Regions from separate parts of the Mus musculus genome. Here regions 2, 3 and 4 are each linked to region 1. Evidence: chromatin contacts called from public HiChIP or PLAC-seq and promoter capture Hi-C data. All regions are on one chromosome and are shown on one strand. The core of a region is the stretch at or near the end of the contact, and the rest is flanking DNA. Distances in the headings are between cores, read along the strand shown.

Region 1 (3,665 bases), core at 649-3,148:
CCTTCCAGTGATGTCCACTTCACAATGTTTTAGGGAACAAATGAACTGTGACGGTTGAGAGCATACACATTATTTAAGGGGAGAAGTGTATTGTGTACGGCTAGCATAGGGGAGTGGGCATGCGTGAGTGCTGAGGTGAGTGAGGCAGGAAAGAAAGAAAAAAAATGTATCTCAAAAACCAAATGAAAAGCCAGAGACTTTGGAAATTACCAAGATATTACAAGTAAATGGTCTGGGTGTAGAAAGAGGGTTCAGTGGTTAGGACCACTGCTGCTCTTCCATGGGACCTGAGTTGGGTTCCTAGTACCCATGACAGGTGTCACAACTGCCTGTAACACCACCTCCAGAGCATCTGACAACTTCCTCTGGCCTCCAGAGAGACACAGAGACGGATGCACAGACACACACACACACACACACACACACACACACACAAAATAAGAATCTAACACTCAATACGTTATTAAAACACTAACATTTCCTCTGCTAAGCTAGTTTTTCTTCTGATTTAAAATGAATCACAAAGTGAAATCCTCCTAAAATGTCCCATTTTATCCTTCCAGAGATGCTACCATTAGAATGATACCATCATTTTACCTATGTCTAAGGAAGAAAGCATTTCTTAATTAAATTATGCCATACAACCACTTTTAAGAAATACCTTCACCAGAAATGTTTAAATGTAAGGGGAGGGGCTCTTGTAATGGAATGACCTAAATTGATACAAGAGGGATGATTTGGCTTTATGAAAGTAGACAGAAAATAAAGTCAGCTTTACATTGAAAACCAAAATAAGAGACCCTCAGCCCCGAGGTCAGAATCTATATATAAAATATACAAGTATTTGTGTACAATATCTGACCATTTATTTTCAACTTAAATACAAATCTGCTTAAATCTTACTTTGTTTTTGTCAGAAAGTGACGACGTTTGAATAACCAGATGAAGTCCACAGTTCACCTGAAATGTAAAAGTTAAATTATAAAATGATTTCTTAATGCATACACACCATAGTATAAACACATTATAAGAAATGGAACACAGTCAAATATTCCATCTTTCTTTGCCTTTTCTGGTAAATGAGCATTTTCTGAAGTCTAGGAATCAAGTAAAATCAAGTCAAATGCTTTCATTAATTTATTTTTCAAAATGTCGGAGGCACGGATTTCACCCACCTTGTACCTCAGGCTTTGGAGCCCCGACATTTCTGTTGCCAGTCAGGATGTCAGTGCTTGAATAAAGGAGGTGGGAGTGTCTAAGAACAGGTTCCTTTCTCAATAGAAAAAAAGGAAGAAGTGGGTGGGGGATAACTAAAGGAATCCCAGTGTTTGCCTAGCAAACCAGCTCCACCTTCTGGGGAGCTCGGGCCCTGGGCAAGATTTTAAACACCCATCATACAATATTCAAAAACTCTCAGAGTGCTTTGGACTAGCCCAGGAAACCCTAGCCTCAATGAGACAATAGCTTCAGTCGCCCCGATCCCAGTAATACAGCCCATCACCTAGGACAAAGACGCCAGTCAGAGAGGACAAGACTACTATCGGAAAGGAAGAAAAATCAGGAAGGCCCAACTCACGTTATTTGCAGCTCGGCCAGAAACGGAGCGATATTTTCCGGGAATCATGGCAGGAGACAGTCCAGGATGTTCAATCCTCCTTCGAGGTAATCCTACAGCTAAGATTCAAAGAGACCAAAAGGGGTCATCTCCCAGGCAACCCGCTCAGGGGTTACCATAGAAACCACCATTTCCGGTCTGGTCCTCGCCCTAGATCTTTGGGCCGTCCGGGCGGCTAGCCTCGGGGAGTATCTGTGGGGCCCCGTGCGTCAGCACTTCCTCGTTCTGGATTTTTTTTTTTTTTCCAGGCCGCTTGAAAACAGCGGGAGGATCCGGAGGAGGATAAGACGAGGAAGAGGGAGGACACATCGGTGGCTATGGCAACCATGACTTCCGGTCCTTTCCTCTTTAGGACCCGCCTCAACACTGCCCGCGGGAAGTTTGATTCCCTCTGCCTGCTGCTGCCTGTTTTCCTGGCAAGATCGCAGGGAAGAGCTGGAGGAAGGTGCTCATAACCTTCCCATTTAATTTGGCCCTTCCACTAAGCCGAGACAAGGAAGGATACAATCCGACCTGGAGATAGTGAAGGGAAGCCAGCTTTCCTGAGGCCCCTGCGGGCAGAGGAACGGAGTGCGCCAGACAATCGATCTGTCCAAAAAAAAAAAAAAAAAAAGACTAAAGCTGTGAAGCTACTACTGAAGACAAGTCTTGCTAATAACCCCTTCCCTTCCCTAAGCTTCTTTTGACTGATACTGGCTGCCTTCAAGTTCATGTTCCTGGCGAGCTAAACAAACTTCCAGTCATCTCCTCACTGCATACCTTTCTGCCCCCACCCCACCCCCAAATACTGATTACATATTCCTTGCATCGAATTATCACTACTTGCTCTCTTAAAAACTTCCAAGCCCTCTTTGGGACAATCCAGCTTCCACCCTATGACCATTATGTGGATTAAACAGTGGCTCTATGACAGTGCAGAAGGAATGTTTAGTTCTAAATCTGAGAAAAGGTTGCCAAGAAGTTAAGTGGTCTGTAACTGACATTTTGACTTTGAATTGTGAGACTTGTATAGAATGACAGGGCTGAAGGCAACCTTATTTCTCAACTAGTCCAAACCTATCCATTTTATGTGAGGAGACACATCCAAAAATTAACTTCTTCAATGGCCTGGAATTCTTATTATACCTCCAGTCACCAGAACAATATTCTTTCTGTAATACTAACCTGCTTCCCACATCTGGGTGGATGCCTAAGACCCTTCCTTTAGTGATATTCTATCATCATTTGGAATGTAAACATATAATTTTTGGATCAAAATTATGAACACAACTTACACATCCTTGCATGATTTTTCTCCTTTCCCTACCATCCTATTAATACCACTGTCCTGAAGAGTTCATAGACATAATGCTGATCTTTTGGTTCCTCAGCATTCCTCTCTTTTGAGACTGCTCACCTGTTCCCGGCAGTAACCATAGTTATTCCTTTTCCCATTTTCTGGCACCATCAATAAAGTTCTGTCCCTTTTTTAAAGCAATAAGCTCAAATATAGTTTCTCCTGATCCCTGACTTACATATTATGTTTTTTAAAATATTTATCTTTATGTGTGGGGGTGGGGTGTGGAGGTTAGCTAAGGTATGAAATCATGGTGGTTACAAGAATAAACTTGGTGGCCAACTCATGGGTTTCAGTTATGGTTCTGCCAATAATTAAGCATGCTTCCTATGCCCAGGTTCCTCATCTGTAATAGAAAGATGTTATCGCATCTCAGCCAAAGCCTTTCCAGAGCTGTAGAGAGTTAGTTACTTGGAGTAATGTCTGAGGCACAATACTTACCATATTAATTAAGCATTGATTGTCATCACAGTCAACCCTTGGCCCATGTATTTTGCTTCTGAAGCCTGTGTTCAGCCTGTCCTCTCTTCACTAACTCATTTTCAGGCAATGTCTTGAATGCTAAAAACAGGGAAGCTCGCAGGGACACAGATGTGGTGCTGAGCTGAAGCTTGGGGGAAGAACTGGGCAGCCAAGTCAGCAGTGTGGAGCTGCATGAGAATGCGGGCGTTAGTTCATGCTTGTTGCAGCTGAAGCAATTATCTATCTGATACA
Region 2 (3,665 bases), core at 295-2,794, 740 kb before region 1:
GTTTGGAGTTCAGTGGCTGCTCTGTGGGAGCCGGTGTGAGTATCCACGCCCACTGCCTTCCCACTTACCGTCCTCTGGCTCCAGTTTAGCACAAGTTTCGGCGGTGATAAGGCTGGCCATAAAGTGGTGGCCCATGGCTCTGGTTGCAGACACAGACGTGGGGCCCCGGGGACTGGGCCCTGCCAGAGCAGGAGAGGCTACCACTGGTTCTGATCGGGGGTCACTGCCTGTTTCCATGGCATCCAGGTGGACCTGAGCCATGCTCCGAGGTTGGCGCTCATTCTGCACAGCTTGGAAAGCAGGGAGACTCAGGACACACACGCACCTGCCCCTTGGCAGTGATGCCATTTTCTCTCCTGCCTTTCCCACTTCACCGTGCCCACCACTCACCATCTTGGTTCATGCCTGCTTGTAAGCACTTCTTCAGCCGGCAGGCCTGGCACTGATTGCGATGGGCCTTATCCACTGGGCACATCCCTGCCCCGACTTGGCACCTGCAGAGGACACGAGCTCCTGGGGGGGCAGTGTCATGCCCTGACTCTAGGCCTTGACTTGGGATATGTTTGCCCTGGTCTCGTCTTCCGCTTTCCCTGAACGCCCTCCACCCGTGCTAGGCACACCGGGGCAGGCCGGCAGAGCTGTGGCACCTGTAGATGAGCCTCCTTCTCACACTCCTCTTGAAGAAGCCACTGCAGCCATTGCAGGCATAGATGCCATAATGTTTCCCACTGCTGCTGTCCCCACACACTCGGCACTGGAGCGAGGGGCCCACACCTGAGCAAGAAGGCAGGGCTGAACTGAGATAGCTCCCCACTCCCTCCCCTAGTCACCCCCTTTCCCTCCGGTCCATAGGTTCCCACGTTCCTCAAACTAGATCTGCCCATGTGACTCCCACCGGAAACAGCAGCTTCCTCACTGTGGCATCCTAACCTCTGCTCCCACCCCTTCCCCTCTCTTTTCCCTCCATGGCTTCCACCTTCCCAGCCCCATTCCTCCCCTATGGGCGGCTGCAGCCTCTCTCGAGATCTCTCTGTGTCTCAAGAGCACCCATTTCCTGCCTCAGCAGCCAGTTGTTGGGTCTTGCTCTGCTGGCCTCTCAGTTTCTAGGACTCTGGGGTTGCCAGCAGACTCTCATGCTTGCTCACAGCCCTGGGGTTGGGGCTATGTGGCTCAAGCTCGCTCGTGGCTCTCTGAACCTACTGCTTACACTCTCTTCCTCAAAGGTCCAGACCACACCTCCAGAAAAATCATACCTGTTGGATCCTCTCCAAGGCCCCATCTACCTGGAGACTCCTTCTTGGAGGCCGCCACAGACACAGGCATAGTGGAGGCAGCCACTGTAGAGCTCATCGGATATGGATGGTCCTAAGGGTAGCCTGCTTGCTAGAAGTTGCTGGGCCCAACCGATGCATCCATCTTTAACCCCTGTCTGTCTGTCTGTCTGTCTTTCAGTCTGTGCCTGTCTCTCCTCTACTTCCCTTGCCTTGTAAGTTAGGAGCGTTTCTTCCTTCTGAAGCGTTCTCACCACCCTGGCTCTGGGTCCAGACTTCTGCCAGCACAGCGCTGGACACAGTGTATGATCCTCTTAATCTTTACTGTCTCCGCAGGGGATCAACTGACCACACCTGCAGCATTACCCAGGTGCCCCTGGGAGCCAGTCAGCCCTGATTCCTAGGCTGCCTAACATGCCTGGGGGTCGGTCCATCCTTTGCTGTCCTTACTGACACTGTATGGGAGCAAGGAGCTTGGCTGAGACCACATGCTCTCAGCTGTCTATTATTCAATGACAAATCTTAATGGGGGTGAGGAGGGTGTTACACATCCCACCTACCCAGGGACTTCAAATGTTTTTTGTGGCATTTGCCATGTATTCGAGGCATGTGTGACCGTGTATGTATCACCGTGTCTGTGTAGGTTTCTGCCTCTGTTGCTTGTTCACGTTGGGATGCTCACCCTCTAACCTGGTGGCTCTCGACTTAGTCTCTTAATGAAGGACTGCTTGGGGCTTGTGGCTTGGGGCCTTGCCCCACGGAAGACTCACATCTCTATATGTCTCTGTGATCAGGTCCAGCAGAGGGTATTGGGCAGGCTGGGGGCAGAGGAGATGCTTGTGGACATTTTCCCATGGGGCAATGAGGTAGGACACAGCTCAGGAAGTAGGCGTCTGTGTCTCCTGGTACCTGACTCCCAGAGGAAGAGAGACTAGGGTAAGGACAGATTCACCTCCATGCATGCTTCTGCCCTGTTGTGGGCCATGTTTCACTGAGCAAGTGACTTAGCCTCTCCGAACCTCAGTTTCCTCCTCTTGGTGTGATACAATGCCTGTCTTAGGTTGTAGTTGGGAACATGACGTTAGATGATTCCCATAATGTATTTTGGTGCCTGATACTAACAAAGAAGACTGAAGCAACACCAGGGAACATCCTTTCCTGTCCCTGCTATTCTGCCCCTTACCATCCTCTCCCTAGGCCCGAATGAATGGGAAATAGCGTGTTGATGTGCAGGAAGAGATGCCCATCCCCATCTGCCCTTGCCTCACAGTGGGATAGGACGAGTTTGTCCCGTGTTAGAACCTGGGAGCATCTAGAGGGATCATGGAGTTAAGAGGACAGAAGGGTGGGGCATGGCCTCCTAAGTGGGCTTAACCCTCACTATGACAGGGAAGCACTATTGGGGATTTGGAAAGTCAGCTCAGGGGCTTTGCAGGGTGATCCGCTGAGGACAGGAGCCTCTCATATGTCCTGTCTGTCCCCAGCCCCTTAGGAACCTTCATGGACAAGGCTTCAGACAAGGCCTGAAGCTCCACTTAGCAGCCAAGTCAGGGCTTCAGGGCAAGATTTGTACTCTAGACATGCCATCTGCTTCCCACATCCAAGTCACCTTAGCAAGCCTTCCATCCTCTCCGCGGGCAGTCTTCTGTGACAGCTTCGTGACAGCTTCTCACCAGTCTCTGTCCACACCTAAGATCTATGCCCCGACATCCCACTCATCCCCAACTGTCCTGCATAGACATGTGAGTGGGGTCCAAGAACTTGGGGGTGTGCAGTCATGTACAAGGGGCAGACTAGGCCAGGCTGAGCTAAGGGTTGGGATGAACCAGTGCAGAGGGCAATGTAGGACCTATGGGTATGGGTATGGTAGTAGGAGGAGTCAAAGGTAGAGTCTCAGTGGTAAAGTGCTCTGGGGAAGAGTTTAGAGACTTCTCACACAAACCACCACTGTCATACACCTCACAGTGGCCCGACACAGAAGCTGCCACTATGGGCCTCACAGCTAGGAGACTGAGTCGGAGAGGCCCAGAGTGGGGAGGTAAGTTGCCTCAAGCTGCACAGCTATGGAGCAGTAAAGAGGCAAGCAGGGATGGAGCTGGATGCAAATCCCAGCGTCTCCAGGGAAACACCTGGGTGACCAAGAGGAGGGGCCAGATGAAGGCAGGACCTAGGGCCTGAAGGACATAGCCTGGCACTTTATTTGCTGAGCTCTGTGTACTTCTGTTTCTTCATCTCTAAAGCAGGTGTATGTGTTCTGGGGCATGGGGGATGGGAGATATACTGTAAAGGGTTACTAGGGTAGAGGGAGGAGGCAGGGTGAGGCCAGTGCCGAAGAGAGTCGTTTGCTTCTTTCCCAGGTGGACTTGGGCCTCATTTGGGGCTGACGGTATAGAG
Region 3 (3,665 bases), core at 568-3,067, 680 kb after region 1:
ACTGACAGCTCTGGCTAAGGACTGACAGCTCTCGGAATCTCCACCAATTACTAGTCGAGAGTCTCTTTGCTGGTCTGTGATTGGGTTTTAGACTTGCTCGGGGGCGTGGCCGGCGCGCCCCACGTGGGGGCTGGAGCGAGAAAGGGGCGGGCCGGGTAGGAAGCGGGTGCGCCCACCCGTGACGTAAGGGGGAGGGCAGAGAAGGGGGAGGGGAGAGGGAAGCTCCAAAGAGGAGCCATTTTGAGACTAATGGATGCTTTGGCCAGATGCTCGCATCTGTCGAGCTAGGCTTCTCCCTGCCCCCTCCCCCTTTTCGGTGCGCATCGTACACGATTTATGTTTTTATTTAGGAGAATAAATAAATGAAGAGGGGAGCGTGGTCGAGGCCGGAGCGGGCGCTGAGAGGCTCCATCTCGGGGCGGCCGCTCACGTGGAGGTCCCCGCGCGCTCCCAGCTACTCATTAAGATGCAAACGCGAAACTCAGGCTCCTAATGAGGGGAAAATATAGATTCCGGGGGCGCGCGGCCGGCTCGCGCGCGCCCGCAACGGGCCAGGAGCGTGTGCTTGCGTGCAAGCTTGGTGGGAAAGCCGGGAGGGACCCGAGGACACCTGGGCGGCCCACTCGGCGTTGGTTCTCCGAGGCCGGCGGACCTAGGGTGGGCAGTGTGCCCTGACGTGACCCTTGTCTGCGAGCAGATGGGCCCCAGAGTCGAATATCTACGCCTCCTTGGGTGTCTATGCTGGTGACCAGGGACGCTCCAGGCTCGCAGTCGCTCTTCCACGGGTGGCTGCCGATGCATGTGCCCAGGCAGGCCATCAGGCCAAGAAACGGGGTCGGAACTCTGGGTCGTAGCCAGGAGGGCCCCAACTCCGTGCTTTCCCTTCTTCACCATCTCGGGCCCGGAGCACTGCTGAGGAACCCGCCTTGGCAAGGCTGCGGCCAGGACGTAGCTGTCCCCAAAGGGCAAGAGCCCCAAATGGGGCTAGCCGCACTACTGAGCCTGTTGTCCGCAGACTGCCAGGCCCTTCCATCTGCGCGGCCCGCCAAGCCAGAGTTCTCAGACTTCCCCCTCGCCGGCAGCCGCCTTGCATCAGAGGCGCTGTTTATTTGGCTTTCTGAAAAGAAGGGCGAATGAACAAAGGAGAAAAGCGGGGCGCCCAAGGGTGGGAGAGGGGGCAGAAACGGATAAAAGAAAGAGAAACTCAGTTTGGAGAACAGTCTTAGAGGTCGGAGGTAACTTTGGGTGCCAGCATTTTATCGGTCCTAAATCTTTTGAAGTGAAAACATTAAACTGACAAAGTGATTCTGTTTGTTTTATAGTATCTAATTGGGCTGCTTTGCAACCCTAATGAGATTAGAGGGGGGCAATCGTTCGCCGCCTCTGCAGAATCAACTGATCCATTACTACCAGCCACAGGTTTTAAGGATTGTACAGCTTGTCCTTTTTTCCCCCCCTTTTGTTGTTACTCGTTTTCTCCTTCTCCCCTCCCGCCAAATAATTATTTGCTAGTAGATCGTGGGAAAAAAAGAAGAAAAAAAACCTAGCAGCCCAGGACTATAATATATATCTATTTATTATATGTCTTTCGGTTAATTCCTGATGTGAGGAGCGCTGTTTTTCACTCCCAAGCGAAAGTCACCAGCGGGTAGGGCCTGATTGCTACTTTTCATGCATAGTTTTAGACACAAGAGGGCATTGTGACGTCGCGCCTGGCGGCGCCCAGTCGCAGTCCGAGTCCCGTGGCCCCACGTGGGAGCCTCGCACTCCCATTGGCCAACGCTAGGCGAAGCCGCCACATTATTTTGTTACTTTTCAGTCCCTATTTGGAACTGCTCTCGCGGCAGTTCAGACCTCGTGCTCGGCCCCCTTCGCCTGTCTGTGTGTGGTATCCGCAGGTCCGAGGCACTTTTTTTTTTTTTTGAGTGCGTGTACGTGTGTGTGTTGAGTGCGTGTGCTTGTGTGTTTTGGGGGTTTGTCGGGGCGCGGAGAGGAGAGCCAGGCTGGGAGGAAGGAAAGAAGCCGCAGAGCTCCCGGGCTCGGGCTACGTCTCCCCCTCCGGTGCTCTCCAGCCTGCGCGCTCCTAGGCGGCAGGACGCAGACCGCTCCTCGCCAGAGACGCGGCCGATCCACTTGAAAGCAGAGGACCCCTTCGCCGAGGCTTCCTATGCCGGCTGGAGTTAGGATGCCACGGCTCATTATTTGCACCGACTGAGCCCGGAGTTCCTCCTCGACCCTGGGAAGGGCTGGCGGCGGCGGCAGGAGCAGACGGAACAGCAGGCTCTCCTCTCCGAGGGGGGTGGGGGGGCGTCGAAGCGTCCTCGCTGGGCTCTAGCCCTCACCCACGGTCCTCAAGCCGTCACCTCGGTGGCCTGCTTCCTTTCTCTTCTCGCCGCGAGCTCCGGGCCCGACCGCCTCTGGGATCTGACCCGCGCGCCCCGGATGCTCCGGGCTGCCCAGACGCGCCCCCCTCCAGCCTCATCGTCCTGATTGACCCGTGAGGGGACAGGAGAATCCCCCTTCCCGCAAACCCCCGGCCTCGGGATTCCGCACTGGAGCCGCCAGGGAGCCGATGATGTCCACGCAGACCCGGCTTCTGACACTGTTCACGCAGCCGGGGGAAGGCGGCCGGCCGCAGCCGGCCGAGCCCTAGGCGCACAAAGCGCGAGCCCGCCGACGACTTTGCCGCTCGCTCCGCCGCTCTTTGTCTGCACTTGGGGCGCACGCCCGACTCTGGGATTTCGCTGCGAGAGCGGGCTGGGGGGGCCGGGGGCGAGCTCTCGGTTCCCCGGCCGCCCCCCGCTCGGGCTCGCCTCCCCCCTCCCCCGCACGTCCCCGGCTCGGGCTCTCAGCGCTTCCAAGCTCTCGGAATCGCGACCCCTCCCTGCCATGTATCCGCAAGGCAGACATCCGGTGAGTAATTGCAACTAGGCTTATTTAAGCATCTATCATGGCAGGGTAAACGAGGCAGTTTATCTAGCACCTCCATTTTGCTTGTTGCTACCTTTATGGTGCGCGCGCGTGTGTGCGCTCACACAAAGGGGCTGGGTGGGTGGGGGCGCCGTAGAGAGCCAAGGGTAATTGCGCTCGAGTGGCCCGGGCGGCCTGCGTTGGAGGGGGACGCTGGCTTCCGCCCCGGCCCCTCTCCTAAGTCTTCCAACTCGCGCTCTCGGCACTTGGCCGCCAGAGCCCTTTTGGCTTTGGGGGTGGTCGGGATGCCCGCTTCCGGGCCCCGTCGGGAGAGCGTTGAAAAACTTGCTGGGAAGGTTCTGGGCTGTGGGGTGGTGGCCTTGCCGGAGGCTCCCGGCGGGGAGGGGGCCAGGGACCCAGAGGAGGCACGGGGCCGCGTGGAGCCCTTCTGATGTGCCCACTCCTCTCCCCTATGTTGTCCTTGTGGGCTCCAGGCACCCCATCAACCCGGGCAGCCGGGATTTAAATTCACTGTGGCCGAGTCCTGTGACAGGATCAAAGACGAATTCCAGTTCCTGCAAGCTCAGTATCACAGGTAAGGCGGGTGGGGGGTGGCCCCGGGCTGGCGAGGAGGGCGGCCTTGCGCGCTCCTGCTACCCCCCCCCCGCGGGGCCGAGGGGGACGTCGACCCCCGGCTGCGGGGCGGCTGGGCCTCCGCCTTTTGTTTCCCCTCACCGAGCGCGCAGCCTTAACCC
Region 4 (3,665 bases), core at 414-2,913, 630 kb before region 1:
CTTATGACTGGCTGACAAGAGGAAGGGAAGGAAGCTTTAATCTCCCCTCCCCATTTGTTTTCAACTTCATAGCGTCTAACACTCCGAGCATTTGCTATATTATGGCTCCTCTTGACATCAATCTTTTTTCCTCATTTTATTTTAAACACAGTCCACGCAATTGCTATAAAGTTCAGAGAGGCCAAATATCTCGGTAAGGCTGCGCTGTTCGTTTTAAGGTTCAAAATCAAGAATCACGTTTTAAAACTATTTAAGAAAGGATTAGAGGCCAAAAGACCAGTGGTCACACAGAAGATGACAGTTTCGCTGAAGGAGTGGATAGTGGCAGTGACCATGTTCAGAGAATAAGTTCAAGGTGATGCCACCAAGGAATCCTGGACAGAGCTCAGCCCAGAGGTGACACTGAGGTGCCTTTTTTCTAGTCTTATGAGAGACCAATCACATGACACATCTCTCCCACACTGGCTATTTGAACATAATACTCTACATGTAGCAAATGAATAAATATTTTAGCTTGTCTTCCTATTACATTAAATTCTTATTGTAAGCACTTTTTATTTACTTTGAAATACTTTGAATCACAAGAAGTTGTAAAAACAGTACACAGAGTTTTGTTGACCTTCTACCCAGATTCCTCTAATGATGACATCACACTATGCATTGTCAAAGTCATGTCTACTACTGGCATGGGCATTATACCACTAACTAAAGAGTAGACTATATTTGAGTTTTGCCATTATTTATATACATTTCTTGGAGGGTATGGTTCTGTGAAATACTATCCTATGTGTAATGTTTCCTTTTCAGAACAGCTGATTCTTCCTGTCCTGGTTAGCCTTCTTGTCAACTTGACCTAGACTAGAATCATCCAAGAGAAGGAACCTCAGTTGTGGACTTTCTTAGATCAGATGGTCTATGGGCATGTCCATGAGAGATTCTCTTGATCATTAGCAGGTGGAGGAGGGCCCAGCCCACTGTGAGCATTGCTGTTCCTAGAGCAGGTTCTCCTGGGCTATACAAACAATGTTAAGCTTGAGCCAATGCTCAAAACTGTTGAGTGCACCAGCAGGCAACAACAGTCTTCCGTGGTTTCTTCACCAGATTCTTGCCTTGAGTTCCGGCCCTGACTTCCTTCAACAATGGACTGAGACCTGGAAGTGTAATATAAAATAAAAACACTCCCCTCCTAACTGTAATCAGAGTGTTTAATCACAGCAAGAAAGATCAAACTAGGAAACCTTCCCTGATTAACACTGCCATGCAATTGTTAAGTATAATTGACACCACCATCTAGCAGGAAAAGCAGTTTGGAATGAGGGAAAGAATACTGAACTGGGAATAAGGAAGCCAGGGGCATAGACCTGGCTTTGTCTTTAACTTAATGTGAGAGGACAGCCAAGCCACTTCTCTACAAGGTGCTGGAAACAATCCTATCCTGCGATTTCAGGGAACCGTGGCTTGAACTCTTGCATGTGAATCAGGATGCTGACCAACTCATGTCTAATGGAGACGACTCAGAACTGGTGGCTTATTCCCAGACTCTTTTGGAGGCTCCAGCACAGTGTCATCATGTGCTTGAGGTGAGCATGGGCGCCTGTGAGCCCTGGGTCCTGTCCTTGCTCTGTGCTTATGAATCCTGGCCCTTTGTACAAGCCAGGTGAATTGGCTTCTGGGTGCTTTTGGAGCTGTGACTAGAGATGCGGTAGTATTGACCTCCTCAGGCTTTTGGAATGAGGAGACGAGGAAACCGGAGCTAGAACCCTTGATGTACCGTCGAAGCTTCTCGGAGAATGCTGGGGCTTGTTATCACCATTTCTATAGATTTGATTATGCCTGAAAAGCATCTAATTTTAAGTAAATCTCATCACCATGTAACCAGAGGACCCATCCCGTCTTCTATAACACTCCTTTACTAGAAACACTTTCTTCTTCATTCAGACAAAAAAAAAAAAAAAAAAAAAAAAAAAAAAAAAAAAAAAAAGGCTAAAAAGCCAAAAGGAGGGCATGGGAACCCCAAGACAACTCCTTACACGGCTTCTTCATTCTCGCTGTTCAAACAGCATCTACTGATGACAACCAGAGCCAACATCTGCTTCCCATCCCTCCACCACTGGTTTGTGTTCTCCGTTCACCAGGTACTGCCTTTCAAAAGAGGCACATGTCAATGTTACAAAGGTGACGGGACAAGTATCAGATGTTCTCAGTAGTTTTCCAGTGGTTTCTTTTGCAACACATTGTAGGAAAATTTTACACGTTGCAAGCCATCAAAAAGAGAAATTGCTCAAGAATTACCCTCAATTTATGTGCCAAAATTAACCTAAATGAGATTTCCTGAGGGAAATGAGTAATCTGGATGACATATTTGGTGGTGAATTTTACAGGGAGGAGGCTCTGTCCATCATGGCAGGGAGGGTGGGGCCAGGCCTTCAGATAGTGGGTGTGGTTCCCAATTCCCTAATGGGAAGCAGGTGTTCTCTATGTGTATCAGAACACGCAAAGCAGGGCAACCTCAACAGGCAGGCAGGCAGGCAGGCAGGCTAGGTGACCTGCATAGGTGACACATGGAGCCTTTAGAAGCATGCCATGACAACAGTGTGGGAGAATATTCAAATGATTTGGAGCTAACAGGAATTTTCTTGTATTTATGGTGAACTAATCTGTGGAAATACATATGGAGTCCAACACTTTTATGGCTGACATTCTGTTGAAAGAAGTCTTCTGCATGTGATGAAGCTCTGTGTCACTGTGAGGAATGCAGATGAACACTGCCTCCTTGAGAAAGCAATTTAGCAATCTATGCTGCTTCAAGTGCTGCATTCTTCTAGGAATGTAGGCAAAGGAAATGATAAGAAAAGAGGCCAACAGTTTCGGGATGACAGAGCCCAGCACAGTGTTATTATCAATAATAAAAACACCGGGACCATCCTTAGTGATCAACATAAGGAGATGGTTAAGCAGCACATAGGCTCCCTGGGAAATGTGGGCTCGCTCTTTCTCTCTGTGTTATTATTATTAAAATGTTCTCGAAGCTGTGCTTGTTCCCTTGACCCTCGAGATCATTCAGTAAGTTTTCTGAGCTGATCACAATAGAGGCCAATGTGCTGTGAGGGCAGAGCAGCCATGAAGAGGAACGAGACGTAGATCCTGCTTAGAGTCTAACCTGAGTTAGCAAACCACAGCTTCCAGGCCAAATCAGGCCCAAGCTTTGTGTTTGTAAATAGAGACCAACCTGGACACAAACATCCCGTTTATTTACTTAATGTTTATGGCTGCTTGCGGGTTATAACAGCAGGGCAGCGTAGTAACACAGACAGTTTGGTCCACAAAGACTAACATACTTATAGTCTGGCTCTTAAATAAAGCTGCCAGTCATTGGTCTAAGTGTAAAGACTCAAAAAAATGTACTTCAATGTGGCTCGAGAATGTTTTAGGGGTGGTGGGCACAGGGTCATATGAGGCAAGATGAGGCTCAGGGAGTTGCTCTCAATTGACCCCGATTGCCCAATCCTGAATCATTCATGTTCTCTTTGCTCTGTTCTAATCTGCTGTAATTGTTATACAGAATGCAAAACGTTATTATCTAAGGGTCTGGGAAGATGGGCTCAGCTAATTAAAGTTCTTGGCACAGAGGCATGAGAGCCTGAATTTGGAAACTGCTTTTAATC

What was found. Promoter capture Hi-C pulls out the DNA fragments that hold promoters and counts their contacts. HiChIP or PLAC-seq counts read pairs in DNA pulled down with a chosen protein or histone mark.
Region 2: a contact with region 1 is called in an H3K27ac HiChIP or PLAC-seq map of the NIH/3T3 cell line, with 7 times the contacts expected there. The contact joins the promoter of Nr2e3 here to the promoter of Lrrc49 in region 1. A contact is called at or near these places in 6 of 39 promoter capture datasets (the 3T3-L1 cell line, cranial neural crest, frontonasal cranial neural crest and 2 more), 2 of 484 Hi-C or Micro-C datasets (cortical neurons and ventricular fibroblasts) and 3 of 115 datasets of contacts at active chromatin or transcription factors (the NIH/3T3 cell line, embryonic stem cells and stem cell-derived neural progenitor cells).
Region 3: a promoter capture Hi-C map of the SN4741 cell line shows a contact between it and region 1, with 3 times the contacts expected there. The contact joins the promoter of Tle3 here to the promoter of Lrrc49 in region 1. A contact is called at or near these places in 2 of 39 promoter capture datasets (the SN4741 cell line and embryonic stem cells) and 1 of 9 other capture datasets (pancreatic islet).
Region 4: a contact with region 1 is called in a promoter capture Hi-C map of cranial neural crest. The contact joins the enhancer-like site here to the promoter of Lrrc49 in region 1. A contact is called at or near these places in 4 of 39 promoter capture datasets (3T3-L1-derived adipocytes, cranial neural crest, embryonic stem cells and 1 more) and 1 of 115 datasets of contacts at active chromatin or transcription factors (bone marrow-derived macrophages).

What each region holds. Positions count from the first base shown.
Region 1 is chr9:60,686,236-60,689,900 of GRCm38.p6, forward strand. Lrrc49 (leucine rich repeat containing 49) reads right to left here and starts at 1,899. Exons shown (of 17, transcript NM_145616.4): 1 at 1,577-1,899; 2 at 904-960. The coding sequence starts at 1,624.
Region 2 is chr9:59,948,535-59,952,199 of GRCm38.p6, forward strand. It overlaps Nr2e3 (nuclear receptor subfamily 2, group E, member 3), which reads right to left and starts at 1,545. Exons shown (of 8, transcript NM_013708.4): 1 at 1,254-1,545; 2 at 648-774; 3 at 391-494; 4 at 69-290. The coding sequence starts at 1,350. It overlaps Gm7616 (predicted gene 7616), which reads left to right and starts at 2,762. Exons shown (of 3, transcript NR_168957.1): 1 at 2,762-3,013; 2 at 3,237-3,309.
Region 3 is chr9:61,370,549-61,374,213 of GRCm38.p6, forward strand. It overlaps Tle3 (transducin-like enhancer of split 3), which reads left to right and starts at 1,818. Exons shown (of 20, transcript NM_009389.2): 1 at 1,818-2,913; 2 at 3,405-3,505. The coding sequence starts at 2,890.
Region 4 is chr9:60,061,093-60,064,757 of GRCm38.p6, forward strand. All of the region lies in intron 7 of Thsd4 (thrombospondin, type I, domain containing 4), which reads right to left. Among named protein-coding and RNA genes, the nearest start is that of Gm7616, 110 kb to the left of the region's middle. Within about 2 kb of position 1,664, at least 22 of the 459 cell types and tissues checked have an H3K27ac peak or open chromatin away from gene starts, as enhancers often do. A contact at or near this core is called in second pharyngeal arch cranial neural crest, where this site is marked.